6 separate regions of the Mus musculus genome follow, and regions 1, 2, 3, 5 and 6 are each linked to region 4. Evidence: chromatin contacts called from public ChIA-PET, HiChIP or PLAC-seq and promoter capture Hi-C data. All regions are on one chromosome and are shown on one strand. The core of a region is the stretch at or near the end of the contact, and the rest is flanking DNA. Distances in the headings are between cores, read along the strand shown. Region 1 has its middle 23 kb from the start of Gm36603. Region 2 overlaps Lef1 (lymphoid enhancer binding factor 1). Region 3 overlaps Lef1 (lymphoid enhancer binding factor 1). Region 4 holds the start of Rpl34 (ribosomal protein L34). Region 5 has its middle 51 kb from the start of Gm36603. Region 6 overlaps Lef1 (lymphoid enhancer binding factor 1).

Region 1 (2,700 bases), core at 41-2,540, 360 kb before region 4:
GTGCGTAAGATTCGGTTACTTTTCTCTCTCTCTCTCTCTGTGTGTGTGTGTGTGTGTGTGTGTGTGTGTGTGTGTGAGACCAGAGCGTCAGAGTAGACCACTTATAAGGAAAAATGGTTTATTTTGCTCCCAGTTTCAGGGGGCCCCCATCTACCTTCTTTGGCTCCATTGATTCTGGACCTATGGTAAACCAGAAGATCATGGTGGATGGACCATGTAGAAGAGGAGATTGTCTAGGTATGACCCCTAAGTACGGCCCTTCCTGTGACCTCTTACTTGCACCTGGGACCCCACATCCCAGAAACCTCCCAGATAGCACCCCTGATGCCTATAGAGGCCCAGGCCGTCCCACCATCCTTGAATCCCCCCTGAAGTGGACACTTCTTTCTCATACTCAAGACTAAACTGAATTGTAGCTTCTAAGAGCAGGTGACCATCGGTGACAGCACTTTGATTCAAACTCAGGTCTGTTGGGTACCACATGTGTTCCAATCCCAATTCTCCTGCCACCCCAGGGGTGAAGTGTGCCCCACACACGTGCGGCGCTCAGCACGTCCGCACTGCCAGCGGGTAGAGATAAACGGAGACCAAATTTGGTCAGGTTGCTGTGGGGAAGTGGACGGCTTCCTGTTGCCAAATCCTGTTCAGGATTTGGGCCACACAGTGCTTTGATCTAAAAATTTAAGTAGACAAAGAATGAATATTTATTGTTTTTATGATCATTGTTTTATATAAAACAAATTTGGGGGAGTGGGAAGGAATAAATATTTGGGACAGCAAGCATTTAAATGCCAGCGGTTAATTTACTTGGCTACCTTGATTTACAATGGTAACATTTGGGTGGGGAGTTAAAAAGAAGGAGCACTCTTTTGTTCTTGTTTTATTTAGAATTTCTAAAGTCTAAAGGAATGTTTTTATAGCAAGTACACACAGTAATGGGAGAGGGAAAAAAAGAAAAAAGAAAAAGAAAAGAAAAAGAAAAAGTCACCAAGGACTTAGACACCGTTATGGAAGCTTAGGCTTTGGGTATGAAATGAGCAAAGGCTAATTTAGCAAATTCCTTTTTAACCTTTTTTTTTTTTTCTAATTTTCTTTTCTTCTTAAAATAATTTCCATATACAAATTTATCATTACAAGGAAAAACAGGGTGGAAAGAGAAGCTCGAAAGGACGGGAGGTGGGGGCTGGTAGAAGGGAGTTAGCTTTAGGTGACATCACTAGAAAGGGATGACTGTGGGTGGCTTGGGGGCAGCAGAGATGGTAGGTGACCCACTCTCTGGAGGGCCGCGGAAGGATGACTCAGAACGTTCAACTAATGCAGCCGGCGGCTCAGCCCTTTGCCTGGAGATCTGGCGGAATGACTAAGCAGTTACCAGTTTCCAAGTCTTAGGAACCTAAAACCCCCCAAATCACATTTAGAGCTGATACGAGGTTGAGCAGGGGTCATGAGGGAGGGAAATCATCTGATAGGCTTAGAGGGTCAGAGCCCGGCTCTCGAAGTCTCAGACGTACCTCTCGCCGCTATCAGATGTTATTTTCGGGGAAGATTTCACCCACACTAAAAATCGTCCTGCAATTTCACCACGCTCCAAGCCATTGCCACACACGCGTTCAAAGGAAAAAACGAAACAGCAAAAACAGCCTGTGTTTCCTAGGGTCCACCGTTTCATTTCCAATTTGATTTTCCTTATAGCTTATTTGGTTTACATCATTATCCCAGGCGGAGTGGCGTAGCTATGGTAATGCTTATAGAATCTGTGTGTCCCGCCCAGGGCGGCCCGGCTATGGAGCTGTGGGTCAGCACCCGCGCTCCAGCAAGGACGAAGATGACATCAAAGAACCTGAAGACAGAGCACATTTACTTTTCTGATCCAAATTACTTTGTTTGGAAAACAGTAAACACAATTACCTTAACAACAGAGCTGGGAGGCTTTGGGGGTTTAACACAATGTTTTCCTAGCGGGCGGGCGGAGACTGCCTAGGATCACAGCTAAGGGCCTACAGACCCAGGTGGCTCTATTTGTTTTCAAGTCTTTCTCCTCCCAGAAATGAGTTTGGGTAGCTTTTGATCGAGTTCCTTAAAATTAACGTTGTTTAGTTTCTTCATTTCAAATGAAATTAAAGTTCATTTCTCTGTATAAATAAGACCAAATTCTCACTGAGTCTCATTCTGTATCTTTTTCCCCAGGAAGTATCCCTAAACAGGTTTTATATCCAATTATAAACACATAACACGAACACACACAGAGGCATATACAGACATACACACAGACACACACAGACACCCAAAGGAACACACACACATAGACACACACACATAGAGCACAGACATATTCACACACATACATTTTTGCATTTATGGGTATGTATGTGTATTTTTCTGTGCGTATGCACACACACACACACACACACACACACAAAAGGGCATTGGATCCCCTGGGGCTGTAGCAACTTTCTTAATAGCTGAGCCACCACTCCAACCTCTATTGTTTGCCTTTCTGTTTTAAATGTAGTCTAGAGCTGCCTTTCACTGCCGGTCAGTATGGAGCCACTGTGTTCTGTGTGTTTGTAGCACTGTCCCCTACTTTATGTCACCTACCTTCTTAGCAGATGCTTGGGTAATTTTTACAGTTTTGCTCTCACCAAGAATGTGACAATTAATATTCTGTTTGCATGACTTTATGATTATGAGAATGTGCTT
Region 2 (2,700 bases), core at 66-2,565, 490 kb before region 4:
TTGACTACCACTCACTAATGTCATATTAACTCTTTTGCATAAAGTCTTTTCCTGCGCTGTGGGAAGTTTGCTATACTATTGCTGTGTGCTGCGAAGTTACATTTTCCCTGCTGTTGGGATTATCCCATTATCTTACTCCTAAAGGAAAGCCGCACAGATGTCTCAGTGTTGCTCAGCAGAGTTTTCTACATTGTTGCAGCCTTAGACCCGAGCTGTGGAACCTGAGCTGACAGCCATAGTCATGAAACAGTTGGAAGGTCCCTCCCAACTGGACAGGTATTGCCGGTAACCCTGACAACCAAACCAACCGAAACAGGAGGGAAACACCCATTTCCAAGGATGGCTGTGCCAACTGTGACTTCAGGCAAGGCGAGGCTCCCAGAAAGGCTGTGCTCTGTGTTAGCTGCAGGGCAGGGAGACACATCACTTCAAAGATCAAACACAAGTGGCCAGAAGGATCTCTCCAGCCACAGGCAACTTCTGTAATCTGTCTCTTGGAGCAGGGAGATACAAGACTCACCTTCCCTAGGACAAATGCCCCCAGAAAGCAGGTTGGCAAATGACTGCAAATGAGCCTTACCCTTAGCTATATCTTTGATGAACATATTTCCCAGACTCGGAAGAGTTCCCATCTTCCTCCCCCCAGAAAAGTAGACCGCCATGTTTGCTTTCGTAGCTAACTCGCCAGCTGATCACCACGGCAGTCAGACGGAGCGCCCTGAACCACGGATGTTAAGGAGATGATCCCTGAATGGAGGGCTGAATATTAAACCTTTAGAACAAGTAGGACCCCGGAACATAATACGGTTTTTTTCCCTGGTTCAAGTTTAGGATTGAATGAAGAGGAATTGGAAAGGTTCCAGAGGATAGTAATGAAAATGATTAAAGGCCTCATGATGAAAGCCGCCAGGACTCGGGATTACTTAGCCTGGAGAAGAAAAATTTGAGGGGTGATTTAGTGGCAATCTTCAAGTGCAGCACGTGGAGGGTTATTACAAGCATGGGAGCCAGCTGTTGCCCAGCTGTAAGAACGGTGAATCTCAGTAAGGGATTTCAGTTAGCCAGTGACACCAAACTCTAGAGTGAAAGGCCTTGAGAGACCTTCTGCAAAATCAGATAGCAACTCGTCCTAGTCTAAGGAGGGGTAGTGGGGGAGGGGGTTATGGGCTATCCCTAAACACTGAGAAAGTTTGGACTCTGAGGAGCTGGACCACCGGGTGGATGACCTCGTTCACCACTTGGGCCCCCAAGGTTTTGGGGATCCTCGGGTTGAGATCCACTGAGTTCTGAAGAGGGAAGGCACTACGTGAGCCTCTCTACACCAGCCCGAGTGGAGCCTGTGACGTGTGGGAAGAAAGCCACTACTGCAAGGCTCTGGTGTCTCCCTTCTGACTGTGCTTCGCATCTGTGCCTGGCACAGGAGAGAGGATGCTGAGGTCTGCAGGCCTGGGAGGCAGGGGTTGCCCTGTGCACTCACAGGGGCTGCTCCTGGGCCCCACCGAGTCCTGGCCTCGGGTTCAGTTCACCACCAACTCGCAATTATGAGCAAATTTATTCTTAATAAAATGACACTTTTAAAAAAATGTTTTATTACAAAGCTTCTTTTTAAAAAATGCTCAGCACGTTAACTCAAACTGGAATGACAAACGTTAAGATGACAAGTTTGGGGCAGAGGCTGTGCCTTGCTATTTAAAAAAAAAAAAATAACAGGTGCGTCAATGCTCATTTTAACAACTGGCATAAATTCCCACTAATCGGCTAATAAAAACAGATACAAACACAGAACATTTAAAGAAAGAACAATTCAAGTGCTGGGCTTTTTACAGGAGTGAAAAGAAAGAGATTAAAAAAATGAACTGCAAACGGGTTCGCTCAAAGGAGATGTTAAGATCTGTTGTTATTTAAAAAAAAATCAGAAACTAAGTGAGACGGGCTGCCAAATGTGACCACCAACAGGAGTGGGTTTGGCTATCTCTTTAGCTTCATCAGACACTTCACAGGGCAGAGGCCACTGTGTGTCACAGAGAAGCCATTTACTGGACAAGATCTCTCAGGACAAAAGAAAAAAGGAAAAAAAAAAGAAAGAAAAGAAAAAAGAAAAAAACGTAAAAGGCTTCTTTTCATCTTGTTTTTATTTCAAACTCTTTCAGACCTATGAATTTCACTTAAAAGCTCAGAGCTAGCAAAAATATACAAGGAAAATAAAAATTAAAAAAAAAGTAAATTTAAAAATTCCAAGTTAAAAAAAAAGAAGAAGAAGAAGAAGCAAACACACACTTGATCCTTTTGTACTGTTAAATAAAAATTTGGATAGGAAAATGAAGACAGGAGCGAGAGGAGTCTTCCACAATTCTCACACCAGGATACCCGCTCTGGTCGCTGGCTTTCTAGTTGCACGTGACAAGGCAAACACAGCCAAGGTCCTGTCTGTCCTTGCGGAAGGGTGACAGGTCAGCACAGAAGATGCTGGAGGATCGCACAGAGACCGGAGGCAGTGCCGCTCAGTGGGCAGGGCCTGCTAGCCTTCTCACGGGCTGAAAAAAAAATTTTTTTTTCTTTTTCCGAAACAACCGTTTTCGGCTTTCTTTTTGGAAGTCGGCGCTTGCAGTAGACGACAGAAGGAAGAGGTGGCAGTGACTGTGTCTTCGGGTCAGCGCTAGCAGTGACCTCAGGGTAAGGTTGCTGTCAGTGTTCCTTGGG
Region 3 (2,700 bases), core at 42-2,541, 480 kb before region 4:
AGGAAGAAAGAGAGAGAGAGAAAGAAAAAGAAAGATCGATCCTGAAAATTCAGGGGAACTCCTAGGAAAAAAACAAAGTGGAGGAGCTCCAGGCCAGAGGGTTGAGGTGGGAGGGTGGGTACCACTGAGCAGGCTGGGTGTGAACTGGAGTGTGAAGCCCCTGAATGTATGACTGTAAGATACCTATGAGGTTTCCCTGGAGGCAGAGCCTCTGCCCGCACCCTGCCCAGGCCTTGGTGGGTACACAGACTGGGCATTGCCCTCTCAGGACTGAAAGACGGCTGGGGTGATTTCACCTCTCTTTAGAGCGGTGCTTCTCAACCTTGCTGATGCTGTGGCCCTTGAATACAGTTCCCTCACACTGTGGTGACCCCCACCCATAAAATTATTTCCACCGCTACTTCCTAACTGTAGTTTTGCTCCTGTTGTGAATGGTAGCGTAAATATTTTTGGAGACAGAGGTTTGCCAAAGGGGCCGTGACCCACAGGTTGAGAACCGCGGCTCTACAAAGCGAGTAGGTTCTAATCAAGTGCTCCATCTGTCTGTCCTGGGCTTGCTTCTGAGGTGAGATCGGCTCAGGCAAGACAGGACCTTCCTACACCATGGGAGAAACCAAACCCACGTAATCAGTAGTAGTTCTGAGTACTTGTGGGCGCCAGAAAACCACTCTGGGGAGGGGAAGAGGCCTCGGAGGGGATCTGCACAGGAAGTGAAGAACCACACAGGCAATTGACTGTCACACAGAAGCAGTCTGGGCGGTGGCACGTTAGGGAAGGGAGACAAAAGGGTCCCTGTGGCAGCACCACGAGGCGGTGCAGATCAGAAGTTAGATGAATTAATTAGAGGCCCCGGTTTCTCTCCCTACTCTCTCACCCCATGCAGACCCAAGACCAGAGACTGTGAGACCTGGGTAGACCAGTCCTGGGGCTCTCTGCTGCAGCTCTTCCAGAAGGGACTACAGATGACTGTCACAGGGCCCTCCTCCATGGCAGAGTACTTTCTTGAGGTCTTGAGGGCCAAGAACCTTTTTTTGGGGGGTGGGGGTGGGGCGGGTTAGAGTCAGGGTTTCTCTGTGTAGCCCTGGCTGTTCTGAAACTCACTCTGTAGTCCAGGCTGACCTGCCTCTGCCTCCCAAGTGCTGGTATTAAAGGCGTGCATACTACTGCTGGCTGCCAAGAATCTTTTATTTTTATTGCAGCATTAGATTTCTTGGCAAGACTCCTTTGTCAAACACCCTCCAGTGGCACAGGTAGCACATGACAGTGGGGTCCCTCTCTGTCCCATTCGATGCAGCATCTCCAGGTCTTAATAAGCACTAGTGGCTGGCAAGCCCCGGTGCAGGAGTTCTTACAGCAAAGGAAGAAGAGAGGTGTGGAAAGCAAGCATTCTGTCATCACTAATTCACTGGACTCTTTCTGGATGGCCGCCTGGGTTCCTCTATGCTCTGCACATATCTCGTAACTCCCAGGTTTTCTCTGCACAAGACTGTGGTGGTGGTGGTGGTGGTGTGTGAGTGGTGACTTCAAAGACCATGTGGCCCATCCAGGAAACGAGAGAGAGAGAGAGAGAGAGAGAGAGAGAGAGAGAGAGAGAGAGAGAGAGAGAGGGGGGGGGGGGGCACGATACTAGTGGCTTTAAGCAGTAAGTGCAGCAAGCCAGGCTTCACCCAGCAGCTGGGGACTCGAGGACAATGGGGGGGGCAACAGCTGGGGGCTCGAGGACAATGGGGGACAGCGACTGGGGGCTCAAGGACAATGGGGGACAGCAGCCAGGGGCTCAAGAACAATGGGGGGAGCAGCAGCTGGGGGCTCTAGGGCAATGGGGGGCAGCAGCTGGGGGCTCAAGGAGAATTGGGGGACAGGGGAAGGTTTTGTTTTGTTGTAGTATATTCAAAGAAGACTCCTTAACCTTCAGGAAAAAAAAATTAGTGGCGAGAATCTCAAAGATTTCTGTGACTTATTAAAGAAACAGGCAGCTGAAGTGCATTTTAAGACAAAAAAATAAGCAGATTTTACATCAAACATTTTGTATCAAACTCAGCTTTTATATCAAATATATCAAGTATATAATATATACATACATACATATGAAATCATGATTACATATATAATCATGAAAGGTATTAAATCAAGTTCCAACTCTTAAGTACTGCAGTGCATTTCACACGAAATAGGTAGCTCTAAAACTGTTGAAGCAAAAGCTGCATTTAGTCCATGACTGAGAGCTGGCCCTGGGCACACTGTACTTCCGAGGGCCTTCTCCGTCATGGCTGGACATGCAAAGGTGGGGTAAACTATTCCTAAGCGATCAGCAATGAAAAGATCACATTTATAAAACAGGCGTGGTCTCCAGTGCCAGCAAACCACGGGTGGTGGTACATGCCGGTAATCCCAGCACTCAGATGGTGGAGGCAGGAGGATCAAAGTTCAAGGTCAACCTTGGCTACATAAGTGAGTTGGAGGTCTGCCTGTGCTACATGAGACCCTGTCTTAAAGAGATGAAACCAAGAAACGAACAGAAACAATACAAGGTGTGTATATGCAAGCTTCTTTCTAGGTTGTTCATCTATGAAGCCAGATGTATCCTGGGGCTGGGATTATAACCGAATCATCCCCTGTGAACTAAAGAACAAACCTAGGTGGCTGGCTCAGAAGACCGTTATTAGTAGCCACTCAGTTAGGTAGCCATCATCTGTGACT
Region 4 (2,700 bases), core at 23-2,522:
TGATTATATCAGGGCATTACATGTTATGCAATGAAAACATGAATGGACTGGGTGAAAACATTTAGGTCATTAATTTGATGACTTTTTTTTTCTTTTTTTTTTGCTTTTTTTTTTTTTTTTTTTTTTTTTTTTTTGCTTTTTCGAGACAGGGTTTCTCTGTGTAGCCCTGGATGTCCTGGAACTCACTCTGTAGACCAGGCTGGCTGGCCTTGAACTCAGAAATCTGCCTGCCTCTGCCTCCCAAGTGCTGGGATTAAAGGCGTGCGCCACCACTGCCCGGCTTAATTTGATGATCTTGCCTTGGCATGTCTTCATTTAAAAATGAATAAGGAAATGTATTCATTCATTTATTCAAAACTAGGTTTGTCTCTCTACACCAGCCTTTATCCAACGCCTAAAACAGAGACTGGAGAGATTCCACAGTGGGAAGAACAGAGACCGCAGGCGCATGCATACGGACAGCTATTTGAGAGAGACCCGAGGAAAGGATATAGTCAGAGCGGTTTACCTAGTTTCTTGACAAAGATGGCAGTGATAATGGGCTCTTCTTTCAAGTCCAAGGAAGGTGTTCATTACTTTTGACAACATGATGAAAAACAAGGACCCATAGTGTAAACGTTCACATAGACATTTGGAGGTCGCTGACTCCCTCTGGTCCTCCTCTTCATCTTGCAGACAAAACTTTACCATCCAGGCAAAGTCTCAAATAGTCGTTTGCACACAATCATAAATTAACCACCCTTTATAGCGTTCTTGCTCTCTGTAAGACTTGCAGGTTAAGTGCTTTAACTTTGGGAGATCTTTTGATCAGAGCGCCACAGGGGTATTTAATATCTTCCTTTTAGAGACTTGCGGACTTGCCCAAAGTGAGATAGCTAGTAATTAGCAAATGCTTGGTTAAAAGTCTGTAAAGTGTGTGCTCTGGCTGAAAAACAGAAGAGGCCGGGAAGCAGAAGGGCCCGGGCTACCTTATGTACAGGACGCCATAAAGATTTTAAACCAGGTCTAATTACCCTAGGATAAAGGCATCGTGGCCCTTGTTTTCTCTTATGGAAGTGGGGACGCCTCCTCTGTCACTCGCTTTTGCTCCCACCAGGGACCCTACACCTAACTTCTCACGTGACGTTCCTACCGGGGCTAGAAAACGCACCCGCCTACGGAAGCCGCACTACACATCCGCCGCTCAACGCGGCGCCATCCACACAGGTTCCCCGCGTCCGCTTCCGTACAACATGGCGGCGCGCTCGCTGACGCGCCGCCTTCCCTGACGTACTTCCTGTCCGGCGCCGTCACACTTGACCCCTGAACTCACCCGCCCCTTCCTTTTCCTCTTCCGGGGACGGTGCTCAGAGGTATGGTGGCCTTCTTCTGCTCTGTGTTTTTTTACCGTTTACGATCCGTAGCCATCCGAGGCGTCAGGCGGGCGGGACGCCCTTGGGGTCGGGACTGTCGCTGGGGTCGGTGGTGAGGGACGAGGAGAGGTGCGTACCGGCCGAGGCCTCGGCTCGTAGACTCGGGAAGCCCGAGATCAAACCCGGCTTCCGAAGCGGTGAGTGGCCGGAGCTGCGCGCACCCTGGCCGTCGGCTACGGCGAGCGAGAGACCGAGTCGTGGTCGTGAAGCGCAGAGCGAGCGGAGCGCGGCCTCCGGCTGCTCCCCTGGTGCTGTCTGCCATGGTGGCTAGTCAGCGAGCGGGACGCGGCGGCGGCGGCTGGCTTGGTTAGGAAGATACGAATCAAGCAGTGGCGGCTCAGGGTCCTTAGCACTGGTCCGGGTCGCGCTTGGCGTTTGGGCTCCTTTTACGTAAAGTGGGTGTTGGGAAGGTGTGGAAGACAGGTCACCTGTAGCGCTTATTAATCAACTCCAGCCATTCGTCCCAGGGCTTGAGATTTAAACGAAGTCGCCTGTGTGTGAAGCTCTCGGGTAGAATGTTTGTCTGGCACGTTGACGGTCTGGAGTCCAAAATGCAGCATCGCTGCTGCGGGCTGGAGAGTCCTTTAGTAGCTGGTCTGCTAAGGAACGAACGAAGTTGGATTTGAAACAGCACGAAACCCGGCCCTAGTAGTAAACAAGACTTCTCCAGGACGCTGTTTTGGGACAAGACCTAGATTGTCATGACGCCTTACCAGCTGCCGCCACTGGGGTAGTTCGGTGTCTTCATCCTACTGGTAGCTGTATAAATTAGGGGGGAATACTGTCTTAGAGCCCAGGAGCTCTTCATCTCTAGTTTAAATGTGGGATTCTTTAGAACCGGGCCTTTGTAAGAGCACGGTGTGAATGAGTGTGTATATGAATGTAAGATATTTTATGTGGTGACGCTTTGGCCTTTATTATGGTGAAAGGTGATTGTGTTCTCTCTAAATTGTAGGCACTCAGGATGGTCCAGCGTTTGACATACCGCCGTAGGCTTTCCTACAACACAGCCTCTAACAAAACTAGGCTGTAAGTATCTGCAAGTTTGAAATAACTTTCAAATCGCTTTCTCTAGTATGCTGAGCTACTTACAATCTCCCTTCCTAGGTCTCGAACCCCTGGCAACAGGATTGTTTACCTCTACACCAAGAAGGTTGGGAAAGCACCTAAATCTGCATGTGGCGTGTGCCCAGGCAGACTTCGAGGGGTGAGTGTCCTTTTGATAGAGTTTTAATCCCTCAGTAGGCGGACTTGATATCTCTAGTCCGAAGTAGCCAATGTGAGAAAT
Region 5 (2,700 bases), core at 12-2,511, 330 kb before region 4:
CTGTTGCCCAAGACATTAACACCTTTTCTTCAAGAAGACTCCTTAATTTGACTGTTCCCCTCAGGGAAGTCTACTTGCCAAAATTCCAACAGTAATTCTGGGCTGAGATCTTGGGGGTAAATTAGTATTGGATTTCTGGGCAATTTGCCCTAAATGCTAATGTAGAAAATGCACCTGGATTAGGACATTTTTCTTCTGATTCACGGATTCTTGGCCTAATTAAATGTTACAAACAAGAAGAAAACTGCTGACTTTTCTCTTTCCAAAAATAAGTCCGTAAAATAGGTGCTGCCTGGATCACAACTTCAGAGTGGGGGCTTGGTAACATTCACCTATGTCTCTCATGTCCCTCATGGCTCTGGGCCTAGCGCTTTGAAGATGTAGACATGTCACAAACATGACCATGGAGAGAATGTGCGATGGAGCTGACGGTTCATCTTGGGCTCAAACTCTCGTCCTACCTCTTACTCACTCATGGTGGATTCTTAAGTGAATGTTGGATCCCCTGGGAAGAATTCTCACTTCTAAAAGTGGTAGTGTAACTTTTCAGGGTTTTGGTAAGCTCTGAAGAAAATAGTATATATATATATATAAATGTTCCTAGCACATCTTCCTGTGTTGATTGCATGCATTGTGACTCAGTTAGGGTTTCTATGGCTGTGAAGAGACTCCACCACCACAGCAATGCTGATAAAGGAAAACCTTCAATTGGGGCTGTTTGACAGTTCGGAGGTGTAGTCCATTATGGTCATGGCAGGAAGCTTGGTGACACACACACAGACCTGGTGCTGGAGAGTTAGCTGACAGTTCTACATCCGAATAGCAGGCAGCAGGAAGGATCGGGTCATTGGGTCTGGCTCAGGCAAGCATCTGAAACCTCAAAGCTCACCCACAGTGACACACTTCCTCCAATAAGGCCACACCTACTCCCACAAGGACATTTACTGCTTTGTTACTTTTAAAAAACAAAAAACAAAACCAACCAACCAATCAACCAAACAACCAAATCCAAGCAAACAAAACCCACTAGCTGGATTTGTCCTGAGCTGAATCTGACATGTCCCCTGTGTTAAAAGCTTTGTAGAAGTGATTGGGTCATGAGGGCTCTGGCCTCCCATGGGCTAACATCAGTGGGAGTTGTCACTTGATGGCATTGGGGGAGGGTGGACAGTTAGGAGATGGGACATAGTTGGAAGGAGTGAGTTGATGGTAAGTTACCTTTGAAGAGGGTGTTGTGCCCTGCCACATGCCACATGCCCTCAACAGTGTCTCTGTCATATCCGTCTAGCTCTCCACAGCGCAGAAACAACAGATGCAAGAGGCCTCAGGCTGAGCCCCTAGCCACTGATCCCAAGTCTTTCCTGCTTTAAGTTGTGCCTTTTGGGAATTTTGTCACAGTGAGGAAAAATGATGAACATATTACATGCTTGGTAGAAGTCAGTCACTATTCATCTAGTATAATACATCATCTTAAAACATTTTCTGAGACAATTAAATCATTGTTATAGAAATTAATGTTTCTTTTAGAGCAGTGGTGAGGGGGGTCACATATCAGACATACTGCATATTTACGAATATTTTCATTATGGTTTATAACAGTAGCAAATTTTCAGTTATGAAGTAGCAACAGAAATTATTTTATGGTCTCATGGTCACCATGGCACGAGGAACTATATATATTAAAGGGTCACAGCATTAGGAAGGTTGGAAACACTGATCTAGAGCAAATATTTTTACTTCAGGTTATTGTAAAAGTTCATAATCTAAGACTCGGGTTAGAAAAATGAGGTTACTTCTTACTGAAAAAGATTATCAGATTAAAATCTGCCTTCCTTTTTTTCCTCCACAGCAAAGGTCATTAAGAAACGATAGATTTTAAGGAAAAAAGAATGGCGGCTCTGAATCCCCTTTACAACCAGATTAATATGCCGGGGTGGACACAGAGACCAGGCTGCCTATAGATTTCTTCCTTTTAAAACATTACTGAAGGAAGTACTGGAGCCAAATGAAAAATAAATCAGAATAAAAGATTCAAGAAGGAAACCAAAAAATACAGAACATAATGGTGACTATCACGCTTACCCTATCTGACGAACAGTTCTAAAGCCCAATGCAGATATTTAGAGCAGGAGCCACATGACAACACACAACAGTTTATACACCACAGATGTATTTAGGTCAGTGAGTCCAGAGAGGAAGGAGAGAAGTTAAAGCTTGGCTGAGGATATCATCTAGATGGCTGTGTGAAAGTATTATCCAGATTCTGAGTCGTTTTGGATGGAAATATAAAATCCAGTTATATTTGTTAAAGTAAAAACTGACAAAAACTGATAACGGGCTGGGGGTGGTGGTGGAATGAGTCGTTGGGTAAAGGCACTGCCATGTCTGATGGCTTGAGTTTAACTCTTGGGACCTAAATGGCAGGAAAGAATTGATATCTGCAAATCGTCCTCCGATATTCAAAAGCACACACGTGCACATGTGTGAACACACACGCATATGTGCGCACACACACACACACACACACAAATGTTAAAATAAATGTAAAATACAGACACAAGCTAAAAGCTAAGAAAGCAATGTGCAAATTGAAAAGACAAGGCAGGAGGCCTAAGGACAACCAAGCCAGTAGTAGCAAGAACATCACTGGCCAGAAGAGAGACCAATTGTTGACTTTTCCTTCAAACAACCCATCAGTAC
Region 6 (2,700 bases), core at 135-2,634, 410 kb before region 4:
CCTAAGAGTTTAAGACATTTGGAGGTGCACATATGCACCTATGGCCATGAGCCCCTAGGAATACAACCCAAATCTGATCTTTCTTCAGTGGAAATACAGGCTTAGATGGCACATGCCGGACTGCAAGCTTCCGTCCTCAACCCTGGGCTCTACTCTGGAAACAGATCAAATGTGGAAATTCAAATATCAAGCAAACAAAAATAAATGATAGTATATCTCAAACAACAACAACAAAAGAGCCAGTAATGGGGCTGGTGACTATATGTCTGTCTTTGGTTAGATTGTTTGTGAGTGCTTGTTGCTTTTGCGGAGGACTCAGGTTCAGTTCCCAAAACCTAACATGAGTGGCTCACAACACCAGGAACTCTAGTGTTCCAGGGCCCAACTCCCTCCTCTGATCTCTGTGGGCACTGCACACACATGGTGTTCAAACATGGTGCATATAATGGCAGGTGCACATGCCATTGCGCACACACTGAGTCATTTTTTTTTTAACGTAGTAAGTTAGTTATTTTAAAAAGTGTACCTAACAGGGGCTGGGAATATGGCTCAGCAGTTAAGAGCACTGACTGCTCTCCCAGAGGTCCTGAGTTCAATTCCCAGCACCGACATGGTGGCTCACAACCATCTGTAATGTGATCTGGTACCTTCTTCCGGTGTGTCTGAAGACAGCTGCAGTGTACTCATATACATGAAATAAATAAATAAATAAATAAATAAAGTGTATATGACAGAAGCCAAGTCTTTTTAATTGTATGGCAAACAGAACTGTGTTTTTCTTTCAAGACTGGGTTTCTTTGTATAGACCTGGCTGTCCTGGAACTCACTTTGTAGACCAGGCTGGTCTCGAACCCAGAAATCCGCCTGCCTCTGCCTCCCAAGTGCTGGGATTAAAGGCGTACCGCCTGGCAGGACTGTGTTTTTCAACAGCACTAACAGGGCATGCCAGCATCCAAGGCTGTTTTGCATTTCTCTCTCACCTTGATCTACCTGAGTGCTGGCAGTCTGTCTCCAGAGCTTTAAATACTGCATTTACATATGCATGCTTACAGGCACGCATGCGCGCACACGTGTACACAGCTACAGAGGTGACTTGAACTTAGAGAAGGCTTAAGAATAGCAGTTTGGTTGGTACAAGGAGTTGGGTGTTGTGCCTTGAAGACTGCTTTTAGTTAGCAGTCATCAGCGGTGGCTCAGGACCCCTCTGGAGATTATGGAAGCTCTCCACTCTTTTCCCAACCCCTTTGGAGACACCGCTGAATATTTAGGTGGCTGACAGTGTGGGGAATTTGAAGGTGTTTCCAAGCAAGGACAGGAGGGAACTTGCTGCACCCAGAGCAGCAGGCATGCCACCTCGCCTCACTTCCTTCCTTGCGGGTCAACGCGAAGCCACTTACAACAACATCCTGTGGCAGCCTGGAAGGATAACAAGAAGGGATTACTGATAGGAAATGGTAAGAGACTGGCGTGGAAATGCTGGCCGCAGCCAGCCTGAAGGAGAGTCGGAGGACAAAGACCTAAAAATACAGCCTGAGATTGCCCCATCTCAGCTTCCTTTTAAGAAACCAGAAATAATCACACCTCTCTTGTCCAGGCCTAGGGCACACACCGCCCAGCTTCGAGGTTTACTCTAAAGTACAGTCATTAATGCTTTTTTTTTCTCTTTAAGACGTATGGAAATGGCTCTGCCACTGTTCTGCTCATTAACTCCACAGTAGGAAATAAAAGTAGCAGCAGACAGTGTGCACGGTTGTTTTCCATTTGAGTTTATTTAGTTTTCAAAACAGTGAGTCATCTGAGCTATGCAAATGAAAGTTGGGATGGCTTTACTCAAATGATTAACTATAGTTATATATAGAACACCCGTTCCTGAAATAGCAGCCTCCAGCTCTTACCGTGCCAAGATGACTTCCTTTTCTCCTGTAAAACCTGAAACCAAAATCCTGAAGGGCTGTGAGCTCTGCCACTGCTTCCCTGGGCTCCCATGGGGTGGGCAGGACAGTAGCTAAAGTAGTGGATGCAAGGCCAGAGCCTCACCCTGCCGTGCCCATGGTAACTCAGCTCACTGCTCTTCTCCGAGAGAGAAGGATGAGAAAGGAGACTGGGAACCATCTGGGAACCCTCAGGGAGTCAAATAAATGCACTGTGTCTTAGCTAAGGAACTAATAGGTAAAATGGATGCTATTTTAGAAGACTATCCTTAAAATGTGAGCTTTTTTTTTCCTGTCTTGGACTCATCAAAATACAGGTTGGCCCGTGAATTGAAATGCTGGCCAAAATAGCCAGTGACTATTTTCCAGTTATGCCTGATATTAGCCACAAGAAACAGGGCAAGTACAGACATCTTAAGGGGCTTTCCGGCTATTAGAAACCTGGCCACAGAATGCACACGCGGTGTAGAGATTTGCCTAGCATTTCATATAACCCTCAGCTTTCAATAAACACGCACACAAAACACACAGACCCACCACCCTCGATTTATATTCAAAATACCAAGGGATTATCAAAACCTCTAATTCGCCCCTGCAGTCAGTGGCGAGTTTTATACACTGGGTGGAATGTGATCCCCATTCCAAGTTGATTGTATTTAAGATGGGGAAAAGTGACTTTATAGAAGCCGATGCTCCAGGCAGCCTGGGACCAGACTGGATCCAGTTTGAAGAGAACTGTCAACTGACCCTCAAACTTCTTGATAAGATA

Evidence for each region. Promoter capture Hi-C pulls out the DNA fragments that hold promoters and counts their contacts. HiChIP or PLAC-seq counts read pairs in DNA pulled down with a chosen protein or histone mark. ChIA-PET counts read pairs in DNA pulled down with a chosen protein or histone mark.
Region 1: a CTCF HiChIP or PLAC-seq map of the NIH/3T3 cell line shows a contact between it and region 4, with 7 read pairs. The contact joins the enhancer-like site here to the promoter of Rpl34 in region 4. A contact is called at or near these places in 6 of 39 promoter capture datasets (the C10 cell line, cranial neural crest, embryonic stem cells and 3 more), 1 of 15 datasets of contacts at CTCF or cohesin (the NIH/3T3 cell line), 13 of 115 datasets of contacts at active chromatin or transcription factors (the NIH/3T3 cell line, bone marrow-derived macrophages, craniofacial prominence and 6 more) and 1 of 9 other capture datasets (liver).
Region 2: a contact with region 4 is called in a promoter capture Hi-C map of cranial neural crest. The contact joins the enhancer-like site here to the promoter of Rpl34 in region 4. A contact is called at or near these places in 14 of 39 promoter capture datasets (the C10 cell line, the HPC-7 cell line, the SN4741 cell line and 9 more), 1 of 15 datasets of contacts at CTCF or cohesin (the NIH/3T3 cell line), 16 of 484 Hi-C or Micro-C datasets (the 63-12 cell line, B cells, CD4 single positive thymocytes and 11 more), 39 of 115 datasets of contacts at active chromatin or transcription factors (the 230-238 cell line, the SCID.adh cell line, T-cell acute lymphoblastic leukemia and 26 more) and 5 of 9 other capture datasets (adipose tissue, embryonic stem cells, liver and 2 more).
Region 3: an H3K27ac HiChIP or PLAC-seq map of thymic regulatory T cells shows a contact between it and region 4, with 8 times the contacts expected there. The contact joins the enhancer-like site here to the promoter of Rpl34 in region 4. A contact is called at or near these places in 8 of 39 promoter capture datasets (the C10 cell line, cranial neural crest, frontonasal cranial neural crest and 5 more), 2 of 484 Hi-C or Micro-C datasets (bone marrow-derived macrophages and nephron progenitors), 25 of 115 datasets of contacts at active chromatin or transcription factors (the 230-238 cell line, the SCID.adh cell line, T-cell acute lymphoblastic leukemia and 17 more) and 3 of 9 other capture datasets (embryonic stem cells, liver and pancreatic islet).
Region 5: a contact with region 4 is called in an RNA polymerase II ChIA-PET map of memory CD8 T cells, with 104 read pairs. The contact joins the enhancer-like site here to the promoter of Rpl34 in region 4. A contact is called at or near these places in 3 of 39 promoter capture datasets (the C10 cell line, cranial neural crest and pre-B cells), 1 of 15 datasets of contacts at CTCF or cohesin (the NIH/3T3 cell line) and 5 of 115 datasets of contacts at active chromatin or transcription factors (the 230-238 cell line, effector CD8 T cells, large pre-B cells and 1 more).
Region 6: a contact with region 4 is called in an RNA polymerase II ChIA-PET map of effector CD8 T cells, with 10 read pairs. The contact joins the enhancer-like site here to the promoter of Rpl34 in region 4. A contact is called at or near these places in 5 of 39 promoter capture datasets (the C10 cell line, cranial neural crest, frontonasal cranial neural crest and 2 more), 15 of 115 datasets of contacts at active chromatin or transcription factors (the SCID.adh cell line, bone marrow-derived macrophages, cardiomyocytes and 11 more) and 2 of 9 other capture datasets (adipose tissue and embryonic stem cells).

What each region holds. Positions count from the first base shown.
Region 1 is chr3:131,084,046-131,086,745 of GRCm38.p6, reverse strand. No RefSeq gene overlaps it. Among named protein-coding and RNA genes, the nearest start is that of Gm36603, 23 kb to the left of the region's middle. Within about 2 kb of position 1,290, at least 120 of the 459 cell types and tissues checked have an H3K27ac peak or open chromatin away from gene starts, as enhancers often do. A contact at or near this core is called in the NIH/3T3 cell line, craniofacial prominence, embryonic stem cells and 1 more, where this site is marked.
Region 2 is chr3:131,223,191-131,225,890 of GRCm38.p6, reverse strand. Lef1 (lymphoid enhancer binding factor 1) reads right to left here. Exons shown (of 12, transcript NM_010703.4): 12 at 1,534-2,700. Among named protein-coding and RNA genes, the nearest start is that of Hadh, 48 kb to the left of the region's middle. Within about 2 kb of position 1,315, at least 3 of the 459 cell types and tissues checked have an H3K27ac peak or open chromatin away from gene starts, as enhancers often do.
Region 3 is chr3:131,206,687-131,209,386 of GRCm38.p6, reverse strand. The region is part of intron 11 of Lef1 (lymphoid enhancer binding factor 1); the gene reads right to left. Among named protein-coding and RNA genes, the nearest start is that of Hadh, 64 kb to the left of the region's middle. Within about 2 kb of position 1,291, at least 77 of the 459 cell types and tissues checked have an H3K27ac peak or open chromatin away from gene starts, as enhancers often do. A contact at or near this core is called in the 230-238 cell line, the SCID.adh cell line, T-cell acute lymphoblastic leukemia and 2 more, where this site is marked.
Region 4 is chr3:130,728,970-130,731,669 of GRCm38.p6, reverse strand. It overlaps Rpl34 (ribosomal protein L34), which reads left to right and starts at 1,272. Exons shown (of 5, transcript NM_001005859.3): 1 at 1,272-1,352; 2 at 2,368-2,441; 3 at 2,520-2,619. The coding sequence starts at 2,377.
Region 5 is chr3:131,055,607-131,058,306 of GRCm38.p6, reverse strand. No RefSeq gene overlaps it. Among named protein-coding and RNA genes, the nearest start is that of Gm36603, 51 kb to the left of the region's middle. Within about 2 kb of position 1,261, at least 55 of the 459 cell types and tissues checked have an H3K27ac peak or open chromatin away from gene starts, as enhancers often do. A contact at or near this core is called in the 230-238 cell line, effector CD8 T cells, memory CD8 T cells and 1 more, where this site is marked.
Region 6 is chr3:131,138,640-131,141,339 of GRCm38.p6, reverse strand. All of the region lies in intron 3 of Lef1 (lymphoid enhancer binding factor 1), which reads right to left. Among named protein-coding and RNA genes, the nearest start is that of Lef1, 30 kb to the right of the region's middle. Within about 2 kb of position 1,384, at least 56 of the 459 cell types and tissues checked have an H3K27ac peak or open chromatin away from gene starts, as enhancers often do. A contact at or near this core is called in effector CD8 T cells, where this site is marked.